2 separate regions of the Rattus norvegicus genome follow, and region 2 is linked to region 1. The links are chromatin contacts, called in public Hi-C maps. All regions are on one chromosome and are shown on one strand. Each heading gives the region's core, a stretch centred on a gene start, on an enhancer-like site or on the middle of the called end of the contact. The rest is flanking DNA. Distances are from core to core; before and after follow the strand shown.

Region 1 (6,600 bases), core at 2,346-4,845:
CTCCAGAGCCAATTCATATCTTTTTCCAAAATATAAAAAAATGATTAATTAAATATCAGGGATTAAAATGATTACATAGATATTAGGAGGGAGGGAGAGAGACAGAGACAGAGACAGAGACACAGAGAGAGTTATGAGGTAACCGAGAGAACCTAGAAATGAAAGCTATTAAACCTCCTGGGAGGGATCAGTTATTTGAGAAGGACATGTTGTTGCCACACGTAGTAAGTTACTCTTAAAAAGGCGTTTATCCCTGCTGATGTGATAGTTTTTACACAGCCATGCTAGTGAACTGCCTGTCATTTCAATGTGTGAGTTTTGGTAAGCTATGTTTACCAGGAATTTTAATTACTTAATGACTTTGAAATGACACCATTGTAAACTATCATCAGATTGGCTTCACTGAGGTTTATTTGCTGGTAAAAATGGTTCAGCGTCAGGTGTGCAGCTGAGAAGAGGGAGAACAAAGGGGAACAAACTAGAATGAGGAAGAAGAGTAAGTCGGGTTTCCAGATGTCAGGAGGCCTTGCTTGATTTCCTTTGAATGGCGATGCTGCTTCTGATTGGCAGCTGACACATCTGCTCCTTGCTGGTCCTGCTATTAGCCCGTCCCGATGTGAGTTTGGGCTGTTTTGTATCTGATCACCCAAGGAATTAAGTTGACGCTGTATTTGGTGACTTGCTAAAGTCAGTTTTAATGAATATTTCAAATATTCCCTTGAACACTATCCAAATACAGTCTTGTTTGCAGAGAGCTGTGCCTACCCCTTAACACCACAATCCGATCCTTTAGTCAGGAAAGGCCCGTAAGGAGAAATAGAAAGCTTTTATTTAAACATTCCTTGATTTTTTTTTTTAAATCTGCTTTTGGGATAACAGAATTTTATCTTTCTTAATAAGTGATTGGGGTTAAGTCAGAGAACCTTAACATAGAATAGGTGCCTTGAGCCGAAGCTAGTGTGGGCCAAAGTCAGCCATCTTAGTCATTTGTAACCAGCAATGGTGGCCCAGCTATTGCTGGACAGCGAGGGAAGTGCATCTGTTGCTAATGTACGTCATCTCCCAGATGAGGGGGAGCGGGCAGGACGAACTAACTGAGCTTCACTTAATTGTTTCTTGGACAGCCGTTTTCACTATTGCTCCTTCTGAATCCAAGACAGGCTTCGGGGTTCAGGCCTTGGAGAAGCAAGTCATGGCTGCCCGTGAAAGGGAAATCAGGTGGAGTGGGAAACAGGAGCCCAGATACTTTGAGGATCCAAGGTGGGGGACAGGTTAGAGAAGACTGCCAAAGCTGCCTTTCTTTTCAGCTTGGACTTCTGAAGATGTTCATCTTTGAATTTCAAGGCGGTGTATGCTGGAGGATTGTGAGCAATAGAAGAGCCTTTGGTAACCCAGAATCCCTTGTTGAATGCTATTAATTATAACATTAGCTTCTCATTGTCGCTGCTGTTTTAACAGGTGAGGCAGTGCTGCTTCTCCTGAAGGAGATTTAAAGGAACTTCTCTTAGATGCTGAGGGGCCTCACCTGCTTTCCTTTGAATGGGGACGATGCCTCTGATTGGCAGCTGACATGGCCGCCCCAAAGCTCCCTTAGTGCAGTTTGCTTTCGGAAGACAGGACTTTACCTTTCCTTGCTGGTCTCATTGCTAATTAGTTCCAGTGTGAGCTTAATTCAGCATACCTCAAACCCAGAGAACTAAAGAGTCTCTTTGAGGGTCATCAATGGCCCCTAATCAGAGGCCACTTATACAAATGACTAGTTTTTTTTAGCCCACACCAAATTAGAGTGAGTGTGACAAGAGTGGCCTAGACAGAACATTGAAGGTAAAATTAATTCTGTGCAGGAATCAAGCAGGACAAGGAGAGAGGGTGAAAGATCGGGGTGCACCAGAGGGGAAATGGTTCGCTAGTTGGGAGGAAGGCTTATAACATAGGCAGAAGGGTAGGAGGCAGGGCTGTGCAGTGAAAGGGATGCTCCAGGGGGCTGACGGTGGGATACAGAGTTACAGAATGGTTCAATAAGGCAGTCAGATTTGTACTGCGTATCCAAAAGCTAGAACTTGGAGCTGGGGAGATGGCTCAGTGACTAAGAACAATTAGTGTTCTTTCAGAGGACCCAGATTTGGTTCCCAGGATCCACACATTGGCTCCCAAACATCTGTAACTCCAGTTCCAGGATCTGACAGCCCTATGGCCTTTGTGGGTAGCACATGGTGCACAGACATACATGCAGGCAAAACACTAATCTGTACGGATTGATATAGAATAATATATACATAAGTCATCTTTTTTTTAAAAGCTAGAACCAGTTGCCTTTAATTCCAGCTCTCGAAAGGCAGAGGCAGGCAGATCTCTGTGAGTTTGAGGACAGCCTGGTCTAAAAGTGAGTTCTAAGGCAGCCAGGGCTATATAAAGATAGAGAGACCCTGTCTCAAACAAACAACAACAATGCTAGAACGGTGGAACCATTTCCATCTCGGTATTATAACGACCCTTGGAAGAAATGTGCTTTTGTACATTGTAGTACGCTCAGGCTAGATACTATTGAAGGTGTAAGGGCCTTTCAAATGTTAATTCTCTTTCTTGACCAGGGTGGGGTGAGGGTGGGGATCAACTCATATAAAAGTAATCAACATCATGAGGATCATCAGCACATTCAAGGGGAAACAGCAGATTCCTTGAAAGTCAAGGCCAAATAGGCTGGGGTATGCTGGAGGCCAGCTGGACTAGCAGAGGGGGGTGGGCTTGGCTTTGGTTTTCCAATTCAGAAATAGAAGTATTGGCCCAACTTACGAAGCTCTTCTGGTGTACAAGCTCTCTTACAGAAGCGCGTGTGAAATAATCAGTTATCTCCCCCACCATGACTGCCTGGGGAGAAATACTTCCGTGACTGCAGTCTACTCGCTGGGAAATGAAGGCACAGAGACATAGTCAGGATTCTAGAGCAGAGGTGGGTGGGTGGGACGGTGGGGAAGGGTGGGTCTGGCTCCGGAATCTTTTACACCACAGGATCTTCCGAATCTAACACAACTATCCGGTGCTGAACGTTAAAACCAAAACAACAAACCCACCTTAAATTGAAAATTGTATTTTTAGGATAATTCAACTCAAGGCTGAAATTTGTAAATAAATAAATAAATAAATAAATAAATAAATAAATAAATAAAGCAAGCAAGCAAGCAAGCAGGCAAGCAAGCATTTTAGTATTGTAGACCTCCCACCGACCCTCTCCCCACATCTAATCAAAGGCCAGCAAGAAAGTGCTTCTTTTTATTTATATGGTTTTCCCCCCCTTTTGTGATGCTTTGGAGTTTCTGAACGCTAGGGGCTCCCGGATTCTCTGGTTTGAGAGCAACTTTTTCTTTCAGGTTTTTTTTTTTTTTTTTTTGAAAGGGGGTGGGGGAAATGTGGCCTTAATTATCCTACGTTTTAGGCAGCTTAAGGAAGGGGCTGTGCTTTCAGAACCCTGTTGGAGCCAAGTAAGGAGGTCCCTCTCCTCCCCCCTCGCCTTTTAAAGGCGCTCGTGAAATATAAGCTCAGAAAACAAACCGAGCGATCACAGCGGCAGCCCGGGCGGCAGCAGCAGGAGGAGGAGCAGAAGGAGGAGGCAGAGTTGGAGTTGGGCAGACGCTGTGGAGAGCTAGCTGCAGGACGCTGCGGAGTTGCAGGGCTCCGCGCTGCTCCATTCATTAAGTAGCTGCGGAGGATCGTGGCCGGACGCCGACGCTGCCCACTCGCAAACTTCAGCACGCAGACGCACGCCAGCCCGGCGCGTCCGGGACAGCACAGTTTTGCAAAAGTTCCTGCTCGGGATTTGGCTCTCTTCCCTTTGGACTAGCGAACAGTTTGGGGTTGAGAGGAAAGCAGAGGCGCTCAGGGGGAAACCTACCCGCGTCTGCAGTTGGAGCTACTCGGCCGGGCTGTACACTCGCCGCCGCGTCCCGAGCCCGCAGATCCGCTCCTGAGCAGCGGCGGCCCGCAGCGCCCCGGGAGGCTCCCCGCAGCCAGCGCCATGCAAAGCTACAAGTACGACAAGGCGATCGTCCCTGAGAGTAAGAACGGCGGTAGCCCGGCGCTCAACAACAACCCGAGGAAAGGCGGCAGCAAGCGGGTGCTGCTCATCTGCCTCGACCTCTTCTGCCTCTTCATGGGTGAGCGCAGCCCCACCAGTCCCACCCAACCCCCCCTCCCGGCCCCCGACCCCGGGCCCTGCCGCGCTGTCAGCCCCCAGGGTCCCGCAGCCATCTCCCCCACCACCGGGCGCCGTGCTGGCCGCGAGCTCCCCGCCCTCCCGGACCCCAATTTCAATCCCGGCCTGCGATTTCAAGTTGGGGCGTGCTTGTGCTTTCGCGGTAGCTGGAACCACCTCCTTAGGGGTGACGGACTCCCAGCTGAAGATCACCCCTAAGGAGGTGTGAGCTCGAGCTCCAAGATCTGGAGGAAACCTGTGGCTCTCCGCCCTGCGTCCGCGAGTGAGACCCATCTCGGTCTCCCGGCAAGGCGGGCTCCTACCGGAGTGGCGCTGCTGGCCCCGGCTGCATGTAAACATCCACCCCTTCCGTCGCGCTGCCTTGCAGGGCCAGTCGCACTAGCTGGCCTTGTCACTCGCTACTCGCTTGGCTGAAAGCCGCAGAGGGTGGAACGTGGCTCTACCCAGGTGCTGGGCTACAAGGAGCACATCACTTGTTGAGCGCCTACTGTGTGCCGGATGATAGACCGCTTCGCGGGCATCAGTTTTAAACTAGCTCACTTGTGCCGGGAGGCCACTGAAAGAAAGGCAGTCACAGTCTTGCTTGGGGGCCACAGTTGAGCTACACTGCCTCAAAGTTGAGGCCCTAGCGTTCTGTTTATCAGAACAGATGAAAACTTCAGCTGAAAGGGGCAGCCGGAGGCACAGGAATTGGAGTGGGAAAGAGAGAAGGATTTATTGAACCAGGCTAGGGGGAAGAGAGAAGCAATTGACGTAAATCCACCATAGTTCCAGGGTTGAAGTAAAAATGGGACTTTTTCCTTTAAAGCGACTTTTGATGTAAAAGTATGCAAAACTTGTCACCAGAGCATCGCCCCGCTGCTACCAGCTGGGCGTGCCACCTAACTACCCCTTTGGCCTCAGTTTCCTCCTCAGTTGAATGAGTGGATTCAAGTAGATGGTCTGTGAGGCCCCTTCCTGCATTAAGAACTCGGATGCCGTCCAGGAGCTGTTCTGCCAGCACTGCTAACGGAAGAAACATCTGTGTTCCCAGTTCAGTTCCCCCAAAATAGAACTCCTGCACGGAGACTCCATCCCTTTGGAAGGGATTTTGTCGGGGCTGACTGTGGCTACCTGGCTTAGCTCCCCTTACTGAGGACTCTTAGGCAGTGGCCTCTTGTTCTTGCCCAACTACCCACATAGAATTTTGTGAGCCGGTGTGTTTCTTAGAATTTAAAATTAAGAATGGCTCTCTTCTGGTAGAGACCGTTGGAGGGAAGATTACAGTCTGAAAGGCTAGGGGAGGTTTTTTTTTTTTTCCGGAGCTGGGGACCGAACCCAGGGCCTTGCGCTTCCTAAGCAAGCGCTCTACCTCTGAGCTAAATCCCAACCCCTTAGGGGAGTTTTTCTATAGTTATGTAGATCCCTTTCTCCTCTCTGTTCACCCTTAGGATGCTATTCAGGGGAATTGTCACTGGGGGGCCTGCCTTCCTGGTGACAGCGGGCTTATTATCATGCACAGTGAACCAGATGAGTACTTAAGGTCTTATAATCAAGTTGTTGAATTTTTAAAAGATCCTTCCAGGTCCTGGGGTGAGGGGAGTACGGGGGAGACCACTAAATTAGTGGAAGCTGTGTGCAGCTATCTTGGCTGAGGCCTCCCAGGGTTTGAGTGTCTCCTAGGTGGGTGGGATCAGCGCTTTCTCTGATGCCTATGTTGGCAAGTCCCCCTGCCTCTTGCTTTACCGTCAGGAAGCAAAGCTGGATTTCAACAGCCATTGCTCTCCCTTCTAGACTTTCTTCTTATTGGGGGGTGGGGGGAATGTGTGCACTAAGAAATGTTGCATTCTTATTAGAAGAAAACAGTGTTAAGCAACATGCAGAGAGTAATGCCTGCTAACTATAGTGTAAGCAGGGACAGTGACACCCCAAGATGTCTTTCTGTGTGTTCAGGGTGGAATTTAGGGGTGTGGTGCATGTGCATGGGCTTCAGCTCTTTATGTGTAGCAAGTTCCTCTCTGGAGTGAGCCTTCTAAGCCAGTTGTCAAACTTCAGCATAAGCACAAGCTACAGGACAGTATTACTGATGAAATGCCTCCTAATACCTTTAATTGGAAAGACTATCTGTAAGCTTAACGTGTATCTTGAGGTGGTTATGCAACATAACTCTGCTTGGCTTCCAAAAGAAGATTTAATAATGCAACATGTGATTTTAATATTCCACACACTGCCGTCCTAAAAAAAAAAAAAAATGTTTCTACTTGGTTCAGTTTTTGCCTGAGACTGTCAGTATGATTTAATTTTTCTACAGTTTATTGATCATATGGTCTGCATTACAGGGTACTAATATATTAGGAAGAGAGACAGTTTTTGGTTTATTCTCCCATAGGAATATAGACCGAGCCTCATCT
Region 2 (6,600 bases), core at 2,154-4,653, 750 kb after region 1:
CCTCTACTGGCCAACTCAATATTTTGCCTCTTGGATTTGTTATCTCATTGCCCTTATACTTCAACACAGTCTACGTTTCTGTCCCTTTAGAAACAGTCAGAACTCCTCTTGTGAGTCTGGCTCCCCATCCTCATTGGAAGCCTCTTTCTCTACGTCTCCTCCCCATCTCCCATGACACTACCTCAGCATTTTTCACCTTGTGATTCATTACCCCTTTAGGGGTGAATAACGCTTTCACAGGGATCACATATCAGATATCCTGTATATCAGATATTTATATTTCAATTCATAACAGTAGCACAATTATGGTTATGAAGTAGAAAAAAGAAATCTTATGGTTCGGAGGGTCACCACAAGGAACTGTATTAAAGGGCTGCACCATTAGGAAGGTTGAGAACCACTGCTCTAAACCATTACACATTCCAGCACAGCACTGTGCCCAGCTCTATAGTACTTTCTATAGATGGGCTATAGTCTTCCCCAGGATGGACTTCTACAGTCTTTAAATACTAGACCCAAGTCCCCATTCCCTAGGCCTCCTCTGAGTCTTCCATGTACCTACCTATGGCATTTAGATGAACACACAACCAGGTTGACCACGTAGATATACCTAGAAGCCAGATATAGCGATGAGAAATTGATTAGGCTCCAAAGATATTTGTCCTAAGTTTAAGTCTCTTGTCCCTGACTTAAAGCTTTTGAATGAATCTGTTAAGGAGTTGAGGGCTGTTTTCTTACTTACTAGATCATTACACAGTCTACTTCAAAAGATTATTGTGCCGATAGCATGAGGGGACAGTGACACGCGTAGAATGCCTGACTGAGTGTCCAGCATGGGGCCAATGCTCTAGATGTGGTAGGAGCTGCTGGAGGCAGACCCCAGTTCTGCATTCCCTCCTTTGAGAAGCTCCCCAATTAGACTGTAAGTTCCCTGAGGGCAAGGCTTATGGCTTCTTGTTCATAATTGCCTCCTAATGCGTGGCTCACAGCCTGAATAAATATTCAAAGACATTAAAATAAGTATCATGACACTATTGAATGAAATGGACTTGAACTGAATCCTTTATGGTTCCCCAATGCAGAGGACATATCTCATTTATTTTTGAAAAGAGGAAATTAGAAATTCCATTATATGGTGATCAGAGCTGTGGTCTTGGCAGCTGAGGAAAGACGAGGTGGCCTGCTGCGCATGATGAGTCACACGCACCTCTTCCTCCATCTTCTGGGCAGCTGCCCTCACAGGGCTGCTGCCATGCTGGACAGTTCAGACTAAACACAGATACATCACTGTCTCCTCACACACTGCGTCACATCTGCAACAGCAATGGGCTCCTGGGGACAGTAAGAGAGACCGAGACCACCTTGAAGTGGTTAATGTTCATACCTGTCACCTTGCTGTCATCCTTCCTAGAGCAGCCTCAGAGCGAGTCCATGGGGCAATGGCTGCATGGCAAACCATTCTTCATGTGCTGGGCCCTGGATAGCTCACTAGGTTCTGCTCTTGAGAAGAAGGAAAATTATGTGCTTGACACAAATTCCACTGATGAGAGTCACCTCTTGGCTCTTAATTGCTCCTCATGAGAACATTCATGATACAATGGCAAACACTTGGAGGAACTCCTGCACAGACAGTCATTTACTTGGATGAAAAAAAGAAAAGCAACCTCATTTTTCCTGGAAGGTTGACAAAAAAATATCGAGAGCTGCGTTCTTCTCTTTACTTGATGCTGAATAAATATTTATTAAAGGTGCACCATGTAGTGTCCAGAATCCTGGGCACGAGGAAATGAGATGTCAGCCCAGGCTGCTTAAGCTTAGAGATAGCTGGGCAGTCAGTCCAAAAGGCAGCAGACTCAGTATGTGCAGAGCAGGCTCCGCTGCAGACTTGGGGATGGTCCAGAGAAAATAGCTATGTGAAGGGATGGACCACCTGGACTCTACTCCTGTGAGTACTGGCTGAGAAGGGAAAGGGTCAGAGTAAGACCCAGCAAGAAAACAGTAGAAAGTGCACTGTTCACCACAGCAAGGCAGTACAGGAAGCCATCACTAGAAGATGAAGAAACAGAGATTTCACACTGGGTACCCGAACATTTTCTAAAAGCATTAAAGTTCCAACAGAGTCACTTCAGAATCCCAGGCAAATTAAGTGTCTCCTGTGACAGGATAGTATATCCATGTTCATTAAATGGAAGTTGTCCCTCAGGTCCAAATCCTTAGCTAGCTTAAGAGCTAACACGGGTTAGCTGTGTCAGGTTTGAATGCGGCCGTCTTTCTAAGCTTTCCGAAGTCCGACAAAGAAAGAAATAGGAAAAAAAACAAATAGAACAAGCAAAATCCAAACCTGTTGAGATGGCTAATTTTGTGTGAGAACTTGGTTAGGGCACGATGCCCAGTCTTCTGGTCAAGCACTAGTATGAACATTGCTATGAAGATGTCTTACAGATATAATTAATATTTATTAAAAGTTTTCTCAGGTAACTTTAGTAAAGCATATCCCCTCCACAGTATGAGTGGGCCTCATTCAGTTCAAGACTTTAGCACAGATCTCATGGTATCCCAGAGAGAGAATTCTGCCATGATACTTCAACATAGGAACTTTGCCTAGGTTTCCGACCTGCTGTCTTGCCTATCAGATTTGAGATCCATGTCTACTCTAGAATTCTTACCTGATTTTCCAGCCACCTGACAGACTTGCTGCCATGACATGAGCCAATTCTGTAAAGTAAACCTTTCTGATAGACAGACAGACGCATAATAGATGTGGGTAGGTAATAGACAGATGATAGAAGGCAGCTAGATAAATTATGACTAGATAATAATAATAATAACAGATAGATAGATAGATAGATAGATAGATAGATAGATAGATATGGATGGCTAGATAGATAGATAGATAGATAGATAGATAGATAGATAGAGTAAATTGAGGAAAGATGGGTAGATAGATGACAAATATCGATATAGATGATGATTGGTAGGTAGGTAGATGATAGGCAGACTGACAGATAACAAGATATAAAGTATGCATACATATTTCCATAAGTGCGCAATTCATGCACATATGCAGCCATGAGGGCCCTGGCTGATACAACTAGAATTCATAAAATCTACTCCAGCCTCCTCTCTCTTTTCATTTAGTCATTTCCCCACCAGCAGAACAAGATTAATCACTCTCACTTTGAAGGTGAACTGAGTGTGAACATACTCCACACATGACCAGCACGAGCTGATGTCTCATTGTTGTTTCTTTTCCTCCTCCCTTTGATTGATTGACAGGACAGACACAAAGCCAGAAAAGAGGTATTTTTTCTGCTGACACAGCTGCCTTCAGTGAAATCTGATCTATAATGGATAGTGCTAAGTCCACGAAATAGAATTTACTCTCGGAGCATTGTTGCCAGCAGGACGGATGGCTGCTCTGAAGGCAATTGCTCAAGAGTTCACCTTAGAGAAAATGTCCAGGTTCGGTTTTATGTGTGTAGAAAGTAAATTCTATGGCAAGGGTGGCAACATTTAGACAGGGAGAGAGCTTAGCCAGGGAATTAAACATGTCAGGAGCCTCAAAAGGAAAAGTGAAAGGTAAAAGGGGGTACACGTGGACACTTTGACAAGTGGCACTACGGGAGGAAAGAGGGCATCTGGAATGGGATGTCACTGTTCGCCACAAGAACCAAGGACTGCGCTCAGTAACTCACAAGGTGGTAGGGGACAAACAGAAGCTCAGCTCTAACTCTGTTATCACAACTGGCTTACATTATTATCCCTTGCTTAACTGACCACATCACAAACACACAGAGAGAGGCAAAGCAGGCAGGCTCTCTTGATGGAATCTTTACAGAGGTTAATTTCTCATGTTTCTGTCAGCAAAATTCCCAACGTTGGAGTTATTCCAACATTAGACAGAAAGTGGCTAAGATAATGGTCACACAGCAGAACCTACAATACCTGCAAGCTCCCAACCACAGCTTTTGTAAACAACTAAGAGGACTGTTTTGGAATGGGTAGCAAAGAGGCACACCAGTACTGATGGGTCAGCTGAGGGTGCTAGGTTGAAGTGTGAGGCGGGCAGCAAATTCGTTCCATCATGGAAAGGGTCGTTATTGATTAGTTATGTCTGTCCAAAGAGCCTGGGAGTTTTCAGCTGGACCAGAAATTGTCAATCCTAATCCCGTCCAATAGTTCTAATACCCTACTCACCATTTACACCATAGGTCAGTAGAAAACAGCCCAAGGGACAAATCAGGCCCTTTGTCTATTTTTATAAGTAAAGTTTTATTGAAACACAGCCCTTGTCATTTATTTATATATTGTTTATGATTCGTTTTTCTCTATCACCACAAAACTGAGTCATTGTAACAAAGACCATGCTCTCTCTAAACCCTCCACCAAGCCTTTTCAGAAGCAGCTGTTCTAGAGAGTCCAAATTAAATCAATTCCAGTCAAGTAATGAGGCACTCATTCCATTCTCATTTATTGCATGTTTATTATAAATCCATTATATGTCAGGGAGTATATAGCTAGTTTTATATATAAGGTGTGTGTGCATATGTGCCTATTCATGTCACTGTAAAGCCATTTCCCCTCCTAGTCCCATGACTGCCAGAGGCAATTGGGGCTGTATTTTTCCTTGCTCATATCCAGCAGGAAAGAAAGAAAATATGTCCCTCCTAAGTCTAATTAAGCCACTTGGGTCACAAGCCTAATCCCATGCCAGATGATGATACCCTGCCAGAGTTGTTTTGTCAAGCCACTCCTAAACTGGAGATGGTGGTAGCTTTCTGAGTTATGTGGCCAACAATGCCCACACAATGACTACTAAATCCTGCATAAGGTCTGTGATCTTGGGTTAGAAGAAATCACAGGAAGATAAAGAGAAGATTGTGGAGAAAGAAAGTTCTGTGACAGAAATGACAGGGAAAGTCTACCTTAAACTTCTGGCTTGAGCAGCTGCGACCTTACTAAAAAGGTCTATGTGTGAGTGGTAGTTGGGAACTGTAGTTGATGTCTATATGCAGGTGAGGGTTGACACAAGGTAAGGCAAGGCCTGGGATGGGGCAGTGAAAAAGTAAAGTGGGGACAGGGTTTTCGTAAGGCAGGAGAGAGGAGAAAGAAAAGGAGAACCAAGATGGAGGCAGGGAAGGACGACCCAGATCCGTGTGGCCTTAAATGGCCACAGGTAGTTACGAATATTTCTTAAGGGATGGATTTTTATAGGACAATTTCTCTTATCTTGGTGGACAGTTTATATCATTATCAATTGGTTATGAGTTTATTGTGTGGACGTTTTATGGATTGATGATTTAAGATACAAATCTGATTGCTAAATTACAAGCTTACTGGGTTTTGATGTTAAAGGGTTACTGGGAGTTGTGACTATAACCCCAGGGGGCAGATGCTGGGAATGTGAGCAGAGTCCGGCAGCAAGAGAGTTGGCAGCAAGAGAGTTGCAAGAGGGCGGCTTCTGCGGGGCTTAGAGAGTAACGGGAATGGCAGCGTGAGGAGGTGGCGAGTCTGGTTGAGACACTTTGCTCTTTAAGATGAAAAACCCCCTCAGAGTCCATGTGACCCAAAGGAGCCGGCAGTGTGGGACGGAGCTTGGGAGTGTAGCAGTGGAGACACTTGGTTGATTGAGGTGAAAGTATCCCGCAGAGGCCCTGGGACCCACTGGAGCCAGCGCTAGCACGGGATGGTAGAGATTCTTTTATTATTATTTCCCGCTACAGGGAACTTGACACTAGTCAACCTCAGACTACCTGAGTCACTATAAATCTTTTTAAAAGCACCATACCTGGGCTCCTCCCCAGAGAAACCCAAATCTCTAGAGCCCTGTTCCCCTTCAGAGATGATGAGGAACAAGGAGGATCCCCTTGTCCCCATGTGGAGGAACTATGGAACCGGGTATAACAGGTCCCACTTTCTGACTCTGACATTGCAGGGTCCTAGGGCACCACTTTCATGGATATGTGTGTCTTTTAAAGATTTCCTGTGAAGTGTGGGGGAGAGCATCCATCTCCCGCAGGAATGGAGGGGTTAACTGTGAGCGTAAGGGAAAGCGGTGGCGAACAGGAGAGGTGCTGGATCATGTTAGCACCTTTTCGGCAGTGGGGACTGATTAAACTCAGAGTCTGGCTGAGAAATCACTCTGCAACCCGAGGCTCTGCCAGAGGGTCTCCCAGGACTAGCAGCTTGTGAATTCACTGCATGATGAGTTATTATGGTTTTGATTCTGGTTCTCACAACGCATCGAGATGTATCTGAGGAGATTGATCCCAGGAGAGAGACCCACTTTTATAATTCTTCCGAAAGCCTAGAAATGTGGCTTGTCATCAGGCGCCACAGCCTTCAAGATCATTCATGTGCAAGCTGACCATCATGTTTCCTCTCTCTGAGTTTGGGACAGTGAGTCACTGTGTCCCTTAGAGTCCCCTTGGGAGATGAGTGATGGATTCATCTGGAACCTCTATCCCATAGCCCTCCATCTCTCTGTGGTGACTGGTCATCATGAGCAGGAGACATGAGTCATGAGGAGCTAGCACAAGTGTGTAAGTGTGAAGGACTCACTCGTTCCTTCAACACCAATCACCAAGAACTATCACACAG

The links. A called contact is a pair of places that touch in the nucleus more often than the background predicts.
Region 2: a contact with region 1 is called in a Hi-C map of liver, with 10 times the contacts expected there. The contact joins the enhancer-like site here to the promoter of Plpp3 in region 1. A contact is called at or near these places in 9 of 12 Hi-C or Micro-C datasets (the A7r5 cell line, Schwann cells, frontal cortex and 5 more) and 1 of 1 datasets of contacts at active chromatin or transcription factors (oligodendrocytes).

The regions. Positions count from the first base shown.
Region 1 is chr5:125,152,405-125,159,004 of GRCr8, forward strand. It overlaps Plpp3 (phospholipid phosphatase 3), which reads left to right and starts at 3,596. Exons shown (of 6, transcript NM_138905.2): 1 at 3,596-4,151. The coding sequence starts at 4,013.
Region 2 is chr5:125,900,533-125,907,132 of GRCr8, forward strand. LOC120102941 (a long non-coding RNA gene) reads left to right here. Exons shown (of 4, transcript XR_005504921.2): 4 at 1-1,185. Among named protein-coding and RNA genes, the nearest start is that of Rpl32l3, 30 kb to the left of the region's middle. Within about 2 kb of position 3,404, at least 6 of the 93 cell types and tissues checked have an H3K27ac peak or open chromatin away from gene starts, as enhancers often do. A contact at or near this core is called in hepatocytes and liver, where this site is marked.